Linked DNA regions of Pan troglodytes: region 1 is linked to region 2. Evidence: chromatin contacts called from public HiChIP or PLAC-seq data. All regions are on one chromosome and are shown on one strand. The core of a region is the stretch at or near the end of the contact, and the rest is flanking DNA. Distances in the headings are between cores, read along the strand shown.

The links. HiChIP or PLAC-seq counts read pairs in DNA pulled down with a chosen protein or histone mark.
Region 1: a contact with region 2 is called in an H3K4me3 HiChIP or PLAC-seq map of stem cell-derived excitatory neurons, with 2.3 times the contacts expected there. The contact joins the promoter of B4GALNT1 here to the promoter of TSPAN31 in region 2. A contact is called at or near these places in 1 of 7 Hi-C or Micro-C datasets (induced pluripotent stem cells) and 1 of 1 datasets of contacts at active chromatin or transcription factors (stem cell-derived excitatory neurons).

The regions. Positions count from the first base shown.
Region 1 is chr10:38,394,646-38,402,223 of NHGRI_mPanTro3-v2.0_pri, reverse strand. It overlaps B4GALNT1 (beta-1,4-N-acetyl-galactosaminyltransferase 1), which reads right to left and starts at 3,104. Exons shown (of 11, transcript XM_063785523.1): 1 at 2,666-3,104; 2 at 1,818-2,036; 3 at 1,103-1,267; 4 at 882-988; 5 at 380-420; 6 at 54-234. The coding sequence starts at 2,035.
Region 2 is chr10:38,292,360-38,299,757 of NHGRI_mPanTro3-v2.0_pri, reverse strand. It overlaps TSPAN31 (tetraspanin 31), which reads left to right and starts at 5,577. Exons shown (of 6, transcript XM_009425033.5): 1 at 5,577-5,659. It overlaps AGAP2 (ArfGAP with GTPase domain, ankyrin repeat and PH domain 2), which reads right to left. Exons shown (of 18, transcript XM_054664193.2): 2 at 2,827-2,885; 3 at 2,050-2,137; 4 at 1,778-1,863; 5 at 1,485-1,632; 6 at 310-444.

The sequences.
Region 1 (7,578 bases), core at 1,855-4,354, 100 kb before region 2:
CTGGTTCTTCTCTGTTTGCCCAGCCTGCCCCTCTCTCCACCCAGGCCTCGCACCTGTGTCTGCTGTGTTGGTCTGGTAGCTTCGGCTGCTGTAAGTGACCAGTTGTAGTTGCCTGTTGAGTTGGTCCAGCCCTGGGCTGACAAGGGTGAGATCTGCCTGACCCTCTCCAGTGAGAGTAACTCCAGTCACTTCCCCTGCCACGTCCCAGGTGCCTAGGGAGGCAGTCAGGTTCACCTAGGAGGGGATTGGAGAGTGCAGGGTTAGGCCCCAGACCCACTTCTTGCCTCCCTGATTCGCCCATCCTTCCCTTAGTAGCCCTGCCTCCCTCCCAGCATTCTTGATGCCTACTTGGCCTCCTTACCATCTTGTTTTCTCTCACCTGGTATACCTCCTGACCAGAAGCTGCCTGAAGGCTCAGCCCTAGGAGAAAGGAGTGGGGGGATCAGAATCACATAGGCAGCCCTGAATTCTTTCTCATTTTCTCTCCCTGCTGTCACCACACACAATAGAGAACTTTCCACCTATTCTTCTTATTGAGGCCTCAGCAGGGCACACTGTATAACATAGCCTACAGTGACTGATTTTTGAGCCCGTCCCATCAAAGCTTGCCCTATGGCCTGCCCTGACCACCACTTAACCAATGGTTAGTCAGCAAAGAATAGATTATTTCCCCCAAAACTCCCCAGTTACAGTCTTCTGAAATTCCTAGAGTCCCTTCTGTCCTCACTTCCCACCTCCTAAGCCCCCTTTTGAGCTTAAGTCCCCCATTCATCAGAGGTTCCCACCTCCCATTCCAATCATCTCCCATTCTTCCCCACCCAACCTTGGGCTCTGCCACCCCCACTGTGGCTGAGGTCATCCTCTGGGACCCTCCTCCCTACCTGGCACCAAGATGCTCCTGAGGGGCTGAACTTCCACACCCTGTAGGGGGTACTGGAGCGGGGAGTTGGCAGGGGCTATGAGCAGCTGGTCAGCTGGGGACTGGCTCCTGGCAGTGGAGGAAGGAGAGGACAGAGCAGAGTCGGGGGGGAGAGGGTCTCTCCCTCCCGGCACAATCACTGCTCTCCCCCTGTGGAGTCATGCGCTTCTTTCAAGCTGGTACCTCGACAGAAAGGCCTGGAACTCCTGCTCTCTTGTGGCAGAGGCAGCCCTCAGCTCTGCAGGGTCAAAGGCCTTGGTGAGGTCAATAGCTCGGACTTGTTTCTGGAAGGGGAGGGGGAGGCCCCCCCCACTGGACTCACAACTGCAGTTGTTCCAAGCCAGCAGCCTGAAGGGGGTAGGTAGTGAGGGTCATCAGAGCCCAGCTACACAGCTCCATTCATCCCATAAACACTGACACAGCACCCCACACCTTGGCCCTGCAATTCTGTCTGTCTAGGCTCTGTCCCCTTAAATGCTGCCCTTCAAATAGTCCTCGGGAGGGGGACCAAGGATCGGATGACCCATCCCCTAAATCTGGATTTTAGAGTTGTAGGATAGGGCCAATCACCAGGATTTCAGGAGCTGCCTACCCACCAACCAGGACCCCACCTGGAGCCTCTTCTCATACCTGAATCAGGACCTCAGGGAGTCTTTCAGGGCCCTCCCTTGACTGCACAACCTCCCACGCCCATCCCCATCCTTATCCCCATGGCAAGGTTCAGGGAGAACAGATTTTCCCCAGCCCAAGCCTCAGCAGCCTCCCACTTCCACCTCCCACTTCACTCCACACAGCCCGTTAGGAGAATGCAGGCATCTGAGCCCAGCAGTGGAGGAAACAAAAGCCCCCAGACCACCCCCAGCGAGCGCTGCGCTGCGCCGCCGCGGTCGGCACTCACCCCACTACTTGCTCCTTGATCCTGACCGGGATGTGTGCGTAGCGGGGCTCAGGAGCAAGATCTGGCAGCTCGGGCCTGCGGGGGCTTTGCGGGGGCGCCCACGGCGCAAGAGGTACCCGGAGGCCGGGCGCGTCCCGGGTGCTCGCGTACAGGAGCCCCAGCGAGGCGCAGGCGAGCAGAAGGACCAGAGCGCACAGGGCCCGGCGGCCCAGCCACATCCTAGGTGGGGGTAGGATGGGGAGTGAGAAAGGGAGGGAAGAAGGGAGGGCAAGGGATGGGGCCCTTGGCCCCCGCGTCCTCAGAGGCTCCTGCCGGCTCCCAAGAGCGCTCTCCACTCCACACATCGCGCTAGGGTTTGCACTGCCAGCCGCGGTTTTCCCAGTACCCCTCCCCTCACTTCCCAGGCCCCAGGGTCTCCCGGCCTCCTTTCTTCTCGCCCTCTCCTGCATCTCGGTTTCCTCTCACACCCGAGGCCTGGCATCTTAATGCTGAAGACATTTGGATGCCGCGGTTTCGACGCGGCCGTGCGTGAGCGGAAAAGCCCCGCTCTATCAGGGCAGTGGCAGTCCCCAAGCCCGCCGCCCGCCCTGGCCGGCGCGCCCCCGACTCCTCAGTCCGAGCATCGCCTGGGCCGGGGTGGGCTGCGGAGGGCGGCTCCACACCTAGCCTGTCAGGAAAAAATGCAGAATCACGCCCGTGCTGGCGGGCGCCCCCGGCGGAGGTGACCCGATGAGTGGCCTCGGGAAGCGGCGCGGGGGACAGGGTGGACCGGGAAGCGCGCCTCCTCCCGCCTCCTCCTCCTCCCCTCACCAACCAATCCCACCCGCCCCCCACCCCCGGGCACTGACCTGTCTAACGCTCTAAGGCAGCGGCAAAATTTCGGTCCGGGCTGTGCCGGGCTCTCGCCCCGGCCTGAGGGTCCTCATGGGGCTGGGGGCTGCCCGATGGGGGAGCTGGGCATGAGCCTGAGGGTGTGGGGGACCCTCCTGCCTCTGGAGCGCGCCCGATCCCTCCCGTCTTGGAACTCCCGGGGCTTTTGTGGAGCGCGGCGCGGTGGTGGTTCTGGGCGTTTCCTGCCCGGGGGCGGTTGGCGGGGCGCGACGACCAAGTTAAGAGTCTGTTGCACCCCAGCCCCGGGGCAAAGCCGGGGATCCCTGGCTCCGCGTCCCACTGGCAGCGCGGGGAGGGCTCTGGCCGCCGCCCGGCTCTTCGCACCGCAGCGCAGCGCGGCTCAGCTCCCGGCTCGTTGCGGCTGCTTCGGCTCCGCGCGGGGAATGCGAGCGCCCCGGCGCCTTCTAGTGGGCGCGGAGGAAACTGCGGGGGCGCGGAGCAAACGCGGGAAGGTCCTCGCTCACAGCCCCCAGTCCTTAGCCTCCAAACACTGGCATCTCAATCGCCTGCTCCCACGACATCCATTCCGTTGCCTGCTCGTTCTGAGCTTGTAGGCAAGGATGGGCAAATAAGGGCTTTGGGAGGAGGTAGGGCGGAAGCGCGCTAAAACTCAAGTCAAGTTTGAATGTTAGGGTGAAGATAAAGGAAACAACCCCTGGAAAATAAACGCTCTGCCTGGCTAACAAAGAATGAGGCACAGCCTCCCTCTCCCCCTCCTCCCCGCCCTGCCCCCCATTATTTAACAGACACTCAAGAGATACACACTGGGTAATTGAAGGCCCTATTTCCCCGAACTGCCGCTTGGTGCAACCTTGCAGGAGGAAGGGAACCCCAGAGAGGCCAGATTGGCGGTAGTTCTGCTTGCAAGCCTTAGGTCATAGCCTGATACCTCACATTGCCGAGAATCGGAGTTCTGTGGCTCCATGGTTCTAATAAAAGATGCATCAAGATTCAATAGGAAAAAAAGATATAACAAGAAATATAGAACATAACGAAAATATGTGTGTGTGTGTGTGTGTGTGGTGGATTATTGAATGAATGAATTTTATACAAACAAATGACTAATCAGCTGGGGGGAAAGTGGAATCTCTACCCTTCTTACACCAAAATTCCAAATGTATTAAATATTTTAATATTAAAGGTGAAATCATAAAAGTAGTGAAAGAAATCATGAAACCCGGCGCAGTGGCTCATGCTTGTAATCTCAGCACTTTGGGAGGCTGAGGCGATAGGAGACCAGGAGTTCGAGACCAGCCTGGGCAACATGGTGAGACACCCCCCCCCCCCCGTCTCTACAAAAAATTTAAAAATTAGCCCAGCAAGGTGGCTCACACCTGTAGTCCAACTACTTAGGAGGCTGAAGTGGGAAGATTGCTTGAGCTCGGGAAGTTGAAGCTGCAGTGAGCTAAGATGGTGCCATGGCACTGTAGCCTGGGTGACAGAGCGAGACTCTGTCTCAAAAGAAGAAATCATGGAATTTTTGTTTTGTTTATGATCTTGGAGTAGGGAAGAGATCTCTAAGCCAGATGTAAAGGGAAATATTAATAAATCTGACTATATGAAAAACTTGAGTGAAGAAATTAACATACACTAAATTTGAGAGAGAAATGACAAACTGTGAAAAAATATTTGTAACATATAAGACAGGTATACTTTATCTGGTTGGTGCCCCCAGCGGAGATGACCAGGAATGAATTATGAACCATTGAAAACATAGGAATCCCTGACTCCACACTGATAATACATAGATAATTAATTAATTAATTAAATGAATGAAGGAGAAGGGAGAATGCCAATTAATAAATGTGGAGGGAGCTGATGGAGTTGGAAAATAACTATTTTTTAAAATTTTATTTTATTATTATTATACTTTAAGTTTTAGGGTACATGGGCACAATGTGCAGGTTAGTTACATATGAATACATGTGCCATGCTGGTGTGCTGCACCCATTAACTCGTCATTTAGCATTAGGTATATCTCCTAAAGCTATTCCTCCCCCCTCCCCCCATGACAATAACTATTTTGCAACCATCAATGTAAAAGTTGGTTTGGGCAAGAATTATCAATGAATGCTAATTCTAGGGGGAAAGTTTGACAGAAGCAGCATATGTACATAGCTTAAAGTATCTCCCCATAGTTGGCTTATTCGTTGCAAGAGGAAAAATTGTAACCGCGCAGTGGGAAAACCAGACAGCACCTTGACTTGGTGGCCAAAACTAACATCACCAATGAGGGACAGAAGAATATCATGTGCCTCCAGAAATGCTCCCCAGAGAAAGCATGACATCATTTATGTAGTGATGTGGCTGGGAATACATAACTTGATTTTAAATACAAAGAAACAGACAGACCCCAAGTAAGGAATATTTTCTCTGTATAAAAGAAACAGGCTGGGCACGGTGGCTCATGCCTGTAATCCCAGCATTTTGGAGGCCGAGGTGGGTGGATCACTTGAGGTCAGGAGTTCGAGACCAGTCCGGCCAACATGGTGAAACCCTGTCTCTACCAAAAATACAAAAATTAGACGGGCATAGTGATGAGTGCCTGTAATCCCAGCTACTCTGGAGGCTGAGGCAGGAGAATCGCTTGAACCCTAGAACCCAGAGGTGGACGTTGCAGTGAGCCAGGATCGCACCACTGCACTTCAGCCTGAGTGACAGAGCAAGACTCTGTCACAAGAAAAAAAAAAAAGAAACTTAATACAAAAATTAGCCAGGCATAAGCTGGGCATGGTGGCTCACACCTGTAGTCCCAGCTACTTGGGAGGCTGAGGCATGAGAACCACTTGAACTTGGGAGGCAAAGGTTGCAGGGAGCCAATATTTCGCCACTGCACTCCAGTCTGGGTGACAGAGCAAGACTCTGTCTCAAAAAAAAAAAAAAAAAAAAAGAAAAGAAAAAGAAACTGGCTAGTAGTTTTAAAAAATGTCAGTCATGAAAGACAAAGAATGAGGAACTGCTCCAGATTAAAGGAGACTACAGAGACATGACAACTCAATGCAATATGTGATCCTAGATTAAAAGTGATATAACAGACATTTTGGGGGACTATTTAAAAAATTGGGGCCAGGTGAGGTGGTTCATGCCTGTAATCTCAGCACTTTGGGAGGCCAAAGTAGGAGGATCACTTGAGATCAGGCCTTTGAGACCAGCCTGGGCAATATAATGAGATTTCATCTCTACAGAAATTTATTTTTATTTTTATTTTTTGTAGAGATGGAGTCTTGCTATGCTGCCCAGGTTGGTCTTCAACTTCTAGCCTCAAGCAGTCCTTCTGCCTGGGCCTCCTAAAGTTTTGGGATCACAGGTGTGAGCCACCTAGCTGGGCTACAAAAACTTTTTAAAAAATTAGCCAGGTATGGCAGCACGTGGCTGTAGTACCAGCTACTTGGGAGGCTGAGGTGGGAGGATTCCTTGAGCCCAGGAGTTTGAGGCTGCAGTGAGCTATGATTGCACCACTGCACTCCAGCTTGAGTAACAGAGCAAGAACCTATCTTTTTTTTTCTAAAAAAAAAAATTGGAATATGGAAAGTTGATCGGATAAAAGTTGTTTTATCTTTGTTAAAAGATAAATGGTAAATATTAAATTTCCCAAAGTTGGTAACTGTGGATATGTAATAAAATATCCCTGTTCTTAGAGAATATGACCTAAAGTGTTAAAGGGTAAAGTGGAAGGATGTCTGCAATCTACTCTCAAATTGTTCAGAAAAAATAAATAATAGTAATGTGTATGTGATACATTTATATAATATATATGTGTGGTATATATAATGTATAATTTATGTTTTATTGTTAATTTGATAATTAATCACATTATTTATTATAAATTATATAGAATTATATATAGAGAGAAAATGATAAAATGTGACCAAATGTGAAAAATTGGTGAAGCTGAATAAATGATACGTGGGAGTGCTCTGTATTATTCTTTAAATATCTAAGTTTGAAATTATTTCAAAGTAAAAATTAAAAAGAAAAAAATCACTCCTTTGTTTACTTTTGTTGAAATGAGTGTTGGCCAGGTGCGGTGGCTCATGCCTGTAATCTCAGCGCTTTGGGAGGTGGAGGCGGGCGGATCATCTGAGCTCAGGAGTTCGAGACCAGCCTGGCCAACATGGTAAAGCCCAGTCTCTACTAAAAATACAAAAATTAGCTGGGCATGGTGGCTGGTGCCTGTAATCCCAGCTACTCCAGAGGCTGAGGCAGGAGAATGGCTTGAACCCAGGAGATGGAGGTTGTAGTGAGCCGAGATAATGCCATTGCACTCCAGCCTAGGTGACAAGAGTGAGACTCCGTCTTGAAAACAAACAAACAAAAAAGAAAGTGAATGTCTATTTAATAATTTGGTGACGGTACTGAGAAATTGTTTTAGCGTGTAACTGTCACGCTTTCTAAAAATGACAACTAAAGTTTTTTCATAATGAAATATTAATAATTAAAACTTTCTAATAGAACTTCATATTAGTTCTTGTATCTCAGCATTTCATTCTATGATGGTGATATTTAGCCTCAGCTGAATACCGAAATACTGATTTTAATTCTCTCTCTCTTTTTCTCATGTTTTGTAGACATTAAGACTTTTTTTTTTTTTTTGAGATTTGAGTCTCTGTTGCCCAGGCTGAGGGGCAGTGGTGTGATCTTGGCTTACTGAAGCCTCCACCTCCTGGGCTCAAGTCCACCTCGGCCTCCAAGTAGTGGAACTACAGGTGCTCACCAACACGCTCAGCTGATTTTTTACTTAGTGTATTTAGTTGTCATGTCTTTTTGTTTCCTCATCTTTGAGGATATTAAACATACTTACAGTGGGCCCTCTGGGTTCAACAAGTGCAGTTCTGCCACCTACTGATCAAAAATATTTGGAAAAAAATAA
Region 2 (7,398 bases), core at 4,328-6,827:
GTGTGAGCAGGCCAGGTACCCAAGACCACCCTTCCATGCCCAGCTTTGAGAAATCCCCAGTAGACAACACAGGACCCAACTTCCTTGTCACTGTGGCCTCCATGCCACCTGTGGCCTTGCCAGCTCCTCCAGCCCAGAAAGACCTTGCGACTATTAAGCAAACCTTCTCTGGCCTCCCTGATCTCTCCTCCCTCCCACAAAGGCTAATTTCCTGTCACTCACAGAGAGAGGTCTGGATGCCTGACCACTGAGAATATCCCAGGCCCCTTGCTCTGGCTTCCCACATATGCTGGAGATCACTACACTCACCCTCCTGGAAGACCCGATCCACATTGAGCCCATAGGTTGCACAAGTCTCATAGTAGCTGCAGCGTTTCATGTCCGCGCACAGAGCTCTGGCACGAGCATCTCCCACCACCCGAGGGGAGGAAGCACTGATCCTGTCTGAGGGGACAGGAAAGGGGCAGGATTGAACAAGGAGCCCCACCTTGTTCGATTTTTCACAATTCCCTTATCCTTGCACTGGGCCCTCAGGCTGGGTCCACTGGGGATGGGGTGTGAGAGATCATCTTTTCTGTGACCAGGTGGAATGGGAGTACATAAGCCCTTTCTGAGTACTGGGCCCAGTTCACACACCTAGCTGGGTGAGGTGTGTGTGTGTGTGTGTGTGTGTCCTCAAAGAATACTCCAGAGCTGCTGAGTGGTGCTTCCTGACAAGGTCTACATAGCTGAGACCCAGGCGCGAGCGACAATCACCCTGCCCTGCAAATCCATAGAACCCTGAACTGGTGGGAGGACACCAGCTTGTGAACTAGGAAAAGGTTGGGTGCCCATGGGTCATGGCTGGACTGCCCACTCTGCAGCAAGAAACCAGGATGTAAGCAACAGGTGGAGATAGGCACCAGCAGAACAGGCATCCAGACCAAGTCCCACCAGCTCGACACAGGGGAGTGCTGGAAAAGCATTTCCTGGCCCTGGCAGAGTCTGGGAGCCTCTGAGTCACTTCTTTGAGAACTAAAAGGTTTTCTGCTCTCTTCTTTTCATCATCAATTCCTTTGTGTTTTCACTTTGTTTTTGGATAAGTTCCTTTAAAAGGTGTCAGCCTGACCCAGCTGTCGCAAAAAGGAAGATGGAAAAGGTTTCCTATCCACACTAGGACTTGAGATTTTCTGTGTCCTAGGATGGTGGCACTGGGAAATGGCAGTGTCAGAACACAAGGTAGGTGACATTTCAGGAGAGGCAAGGAGATGGCTACTATAGCTGTCCTTTCCTCCCTGGAGATCCCCTGTTCTCTGCTCAGACCTTGGGAAGTTATTGTTTGGTTTCATGACTCCCTTATTTGGAGACCAGGCTCCCTCCAGAAGGGTACTGTAATCCAAGTGGCCATTTCCACACCTTACCAAGTTCTCACCCATGTTGGGCAATATCCCAGTAGCCTCCTCAGGGCCTCCCTTGAAAGCAGTGCTTTCCTAACCCCTCCTTACCTTGTGTCCCCACCAGTGCCAAGGCCAGGCCTCCTCGTCCCTCCCCGCGAAGGGAACTCAGCTGCCCATGGAGACGGCTCACAGCCTGGAAACTGTTCTCATCCTCCAGGCTGAAGACGAAGATCACAGCATCTGCCCAGCCTGAGAACTTGCGGGGAGTGAGGGAGCAAATGGAAAGTCAGACAGGTCTACTCCTCTGGACCCAATCCAGATGGAGACCTGGGAAACCAGAGCCCTCTCCTTTGGCCAGTGCTGACCCCAGCCAGCCTGTCCCCCACCACCTCCACCCTCACCTTGGCATCAGGTGCCCCAGCTTCCTCTCGGATTAGCACCAGATGTGTCTGTCCATCCACCAACATTTCTTTCTTGTACTGCTCACCTGTCCAGAAGAGTTGGAAGGGGTAACAGGTCAGAGGTGACAGATCACCAAACCTCCCCATGCTCCCAGTGCTTTTGCTATTATGGCCTCATCCTTCCCCCCGGTCTCCACACCTGCCTAATCATTGATCTCACTCCTGGATCCCTGACCCAAATGGTTAGCTTACTATGGCTCTTCAGAACTCACTCTCTGTCTTCTCCAGCACCTGGTATGAGCCAGTCAGGAATCGGTGGATGAGCGATGACTTCCCACTCCTGGCATCGCCCAGCACACCCTGAGGGCAAGGTTGTGGAGCAGAAATTGTGGGATATAAGAGAAGGCAGGATGCATGGGTCTGGACACTCCAGAAAACCCAGAGAGATAAGTCATCCAAGCACGACCCTACAGGGCCTGGATGACAGTCATTCGAGAGAGAGCAGTTGGGAGGATCAGAGCTGCTGAGGGGATCGGAGCAGTTGGGAGGATCAGGGCATGAGTGTGGTAAGAAATGATCCCAAGCTCAAAGTGGAGCACGAGCTGAAGAATGTCAGCAATTCAGTACCAGCTTTTTTGTGTGTTGGGTTGTTTAGAAAACATACTAGATATATTGTGTGTGTGTGTCTCTGTGTGTGTGTGTTTGTAGCATGTCACAGCTCTAGGCACTAGTTGGAAAACTTTACCCAATTCTAGGCAATACAACATGAAGGCCAAAGGGCAGATACCAGAAATGAGAAGCCTGGAGGAGGACCATGAACAAACAGGAAAAAGGGGATGGCTGCATAAAGACTAGATAGGAAAAACTTGTGAGGAGGCTGTAGCAAACCCCATGTTGGTGCTATGAAGGCAGACTCTCAGGAGAACTGGAAAACGATTCCCTATTCCCAAAGAGAGAGAGAGAGAGAAGGAGAGGTGAAGGGAGAGAGCTGAGAGTGCAGTGGGTGGGAGGTCAGCCTTCCCTATAGGCAAGGGGACTGGGTTACCTACCAGGCGCAGTTCAGGAATGGAGCGGCTCAAAGTCCATTCCTGGCTATTGATCACAGCCTCTGTAACGGGAGAAGGGCAGTAAGAGGGGAGGCTCCTGGCTCAGAAGGACCCCCAACACTGAGCCACCCCTCCTCCCTCTGCAGCTTTCCAACCCCCCCCCAACCCTGCCTGCACTGGAGAGGTGTGTGCAACAGACAGGTTTGAGGGTGGTCCCCAGGCCTCCCATCCCAGCCACTCTCCCCCAGCTGTTGCTGCCGCTCAGTGGTTGCTTAGCAACGGAGCTAGCAAGACAAAAATACTTCAGTTGGCATCTCCCTTAAAGCACATCCCCAAACGCGGGTCCCGGCCCCAGACAGGGAGACCAGGGCTCTGACAGTGGCAGGTTCTTCCCTCTGGAAAAAGAATAGAAGAGGAGCTCCTCCCTAACCCACTGGTTCCCAGGGCAGACCCTGGGAGGAGGTGCTGAAACACAGAAGAGAGTGTGTCTTCCCCAACCTCCATTCCACAGGAGAGAAACTGAGGTGAGGGGTTTCCCTCCCCTTCTTCAAGGTCAACGGCACTGTAGCCCTGGACTCCTCCCCACAGCCCAAGGGAAAGAGCTAGGATTTTCCTATGCCTCCATCTCCCACACCCTCCCCACAAACGCCCTCCAAAAGAACTGTGGGGAAGGGCTCCATCGCCTGGCCGAGAGAAGCCACAGGCCCGGGGGAAAGGATGCTCCTTCCGCCAGCCAGGTCCAGCCCCCGCGCCTGACACCGGCCGGACGTTCCCGGGGCGCCGCAGCTGCGGCGGGAACTCTGGGATCCGGAGCCATCTGCTCCCACCCGCTCCGGAGCCAAACCCCGGGGGCCGCCTCCGCTCCCGGACCCGCCTCCTCTCCCGGGAGTGTGAGCCGAACCAAGAGTCTCCTGCCTATCTCCTCCAGTAGGAAAATAGTAATAATAATAGACACCCTGCCCCCGTAAAAAACACTACCTTCCCCGTACCGCCTCCCAAGTCTCCCGGGGTACGGATTGCCTTTGCAGCAGTTCCGCCCCACCTGACTCACTCCAGGGTCAGCCCCGGGTGGGTTTCAATGCGGCTCTGGGGAGGGGGTGGGCAGTGGGGGAAGTGAGGCTTCCTATCCGCCCCCTCTCACTTCACATTTAAGTATTCTGCACGTTCCAGCCCCCGCGGACTCGCGTACCGCCCAATCCGCCTTCACCGCACGAAAAACATCACTAGCCTGCTCTCAGCCCAGGGGACGACTAGTCCCTGGCGAGAAGCTGCCTGCAAGGTCACTGTCATGCCACCTGCCCCAAGTGCTCAGGGGAAACTGAGGCTTCCTCATCCCCTTCACCTTCAACGTCGCTCTAAACACGGCAAAGCCCCGTTTCCATGCTCCCAGAGTTCAGCTGAGGCTGGAAGTGGGGTCCTGGGCTTCTCTGGGAGCAATTTTCTAGTCACTCTGATCAAGGACATTATTTTCCCAGAAAGCTCTGAGGCTGAGTCCCTCTGAAATCAAGTCCTTTCTCCTGTCGCACAATGCAGCTACTCGCTCCGCTTCAGGACTCCTATTCTTTGCCCCAATCCTTGGCAGAGGAGTGAGCTTGGTTCATCCGCCCACCCCAGAGAAAAGCTTCCCTAGTTTCCTGGACCTCGCTCCTCCACCCCAAGCTGAGCATTCCAGGTACCCTTCCCTCCCTGTTCTCAAGCCCTGACTCAACTCACTAGGGGAAGCGCGGAGCTCGGCGCCCAGCAGCTCCCTGGACCCGCTGCCAGAAGACAGGCTGGGGGGTCCGGGAAGGGGCCCGGAGCCAGGAGGCCCTCCTGTGCTCTTGGTGAAGATGCCGCTGATAAACTTGAGCATCTTGCGGTCACGAGTGGATGCTCGGCCCCCCTCCCGGCCCCGTTTCAGCCCCGGAGCTGGAGGCTCCAGAGTGATTGGAGGTGCAGGCCCGGGGGGCTGCGCGGAAGCAGCGGTGACAGCAGTGGCTGGACTCGGAGTTGGTGGGAGGGTTAGCGGAGGAGGAGAGCCGGCAGGCGGTCCCGGATGCAAGTCACTGTTGTCCAAGGTCTTACTCTTGCCTTTCCGAGGGGACAACTTCCCTCGGGCTCCAGCCCCAGCCCCGACCCCACCAGAGGTCGAAGCTGTAGCGCCCCCTCCCCCGGCGGCGGCAGCGGTGGCGGCGGCAGAGACCGAAGCTCCAGTCCCAGCGCTGCTCTTTGACCCCTTGACCCTGGGCTTGCCCTCGCTTTCGGGCCATGACAGGCGGCTACCCGCGCCCTTGCCCCCGCCGGCTTTGGCTCCACTCGTGGTCACGGTCTTGCAAGGCTTGGGAGCCGGCGGAGGAGGCGCCACCTTGAGCCTCCGGCTGCCAGTGCCAGGGTGCGGAGAGGATGAGCCAGGGATGCCGCCGCCCGCCCGGCCTTCGGGCTCCGGGCCGCCCCAGCTCGGGCTGCTGAGTAGGGGGCGCCGGGAGGAGGTGGGGGCGCCCCCAGGCTTGGGGTCGGGGCTCAGTCCCCCGGAGAGCGGGGGTCCCGGAGGGACGGCCCAGAGGGAGAGGCGGCGGCCGGGAGCGGGGGAGACTGGGCGGGCCGGACTGGCCGGAGCCGGGGACAGGGCTGGGGGCTCCGCGCCCCCGGTGCCCGCGCTGCTCGTGCTGATCCACAGCGCATCCTGCCGGTGGAAGAGACGTTCGTGCCGCTTCTTGCCCGGCTCCTCCGCGCCTCGGGGGCTGCCAGGATCCCCAGTCTCGGAGCCTCTGGCACCGGCGGCGCCGGCCGCGGCCGCAGACGGAGAAGGCGGCGGCGGAGGCACCGACTCGAGCTTAACCAGGGTCAGCGAGATGAGGTAGGTCGTTGTCCGGCGCTGAAGCGCGCCCGCGCCCCGGCTCATGGGGCCCGGAGACCCCCGAGCTGGGGAGGGGAGGGGACTCCCCCGGACTGCCTCAGGGGGGCCCGGCCATGGGGCCGCCCTGCTCGCTGCCCCCAGCCCCCGGACCCCGCTGAGCCCCCGGCCCGGCTCCGCTGTCGCCGCCGCCTCCGCCGCCTCCGCTTGCGCCCCCCTCCCATCACATGGGGCGCCCCCTCCCCATGCTCCCCGCCCTGCGCCCCCACCCTCTTGGAGCCCCGGGACCTTGGTGCTGCTCCAGGGAGGCGCGCCGGACCGTCCACCCCGGCCTGGGTGGGGGCGCTGAGATGGGTGGGGGAGGGAGGGGAGGACAGTAGTGGGGGCAAATGGGGGAGAGAGAGGAAAAGGGAGCAGAAAAGGGGAGCGGAGGCTAGGGGAAACGAACCTGTGCGGGGGAGGCAGGGGCGGGGAATTGGGACTCAAGGGACAGGAGCCGCGGATGCGGTCGGAAAGAGGGTCTAGAGGAGGGTGGGAAGCTAGTGGGGCTGGCCGTGCGGGGGATTCGCAGGGGCGCGGGGAGGATGCTGGGGATGGAGATACAGGAGGCGGCGGGGGAGGAAAGAGGGAACGGGAGGTGGGTGGGAACCCACGGGTCTGGGGTCTGGGAGGGGAGGGGCGTGAGATCCGGGCGAAGAGTCCGGGGGCCTCGCCTGGGCTCGGCTTGGTCCGGATGCGCGCTGTGTCCGGGCGCTCCCCTCACATTGAGGAGGAGGCGGCCCCCAGGCCCCCCCACCCTATCTCCCCCCCACCTTTTCTCCACCAGCACCGATGTCTGCGAGGGCGGTGCAAAATCCAGGGCTGGATTTCTCTCCCAAATCCTGGGCTGGATTTCCTGGGACTTGGACTCACCTCCTCCAACAACCTAGCCCCCTCCTCTCGCGCACCAAGGTTAGGAAGCGCGATTGTGAGGTATGGCATTTAGGGATAAGGGTGAAAATCGATCTATTGGGTGGACAGGGGCCGCGGTAAACAGAGCAAACCCAGGGTCACTGCCAATTCTGGGGAAGATGAAGTGGGAAAGTGGGGGCCCTGAAATCCCTTCCCCCAGGATCTCTTGTCTCCCCCAGGTACCTGGAAGGTTCCCGTTCTCATGACCCAGCTCCCTTTCCCACTCACACCACCACATTTAATACTTTGACGAGGCCAAGACTTGAGCTCGACTGTCCCAAAGTGAACTTGGAAAATGTTCCCCAGGGATGGGGACAAACATGGAACTTAGCAGGGTAGGAGAGAAGGGAGAGATCTGAGTGCTGGAGGAGCCCAGGCCACAGGGTAAGTCAAAGGCTCCAGCTCTAGGAGGAGGGAGAAGGATGTGTCTTAGACTGATACCCCCCCATGCCAAAATGCATCCAGTCTCCATAGCAACCGTAGCTCCAAGAGTGCCTCAGAAACAGCGGGCAGAAGCAGAGAGGAATCCGTGTGTATGGTGGGTAGGGGACCAACCGGGGGATGCTGAATTAGTGGAGGCACTGCCCTGACACCTGGTTACCCACAGGTGGAGGATTTCACTCCCCAAGTATAAGGACCCTTCAGTTGAGGCAGTGAGAGCCGACCTCTTCAGGGTTCCCTTTCAGTCTCCTGAGGTTTGCTGAGTGGGATTCTTTCAGAAGATTAAAGAGGAGGCAGGCAGAGTGAATGGAAACCGTCTGCTCCGTGTCCCCCACCCCTCTAGGGGTCTT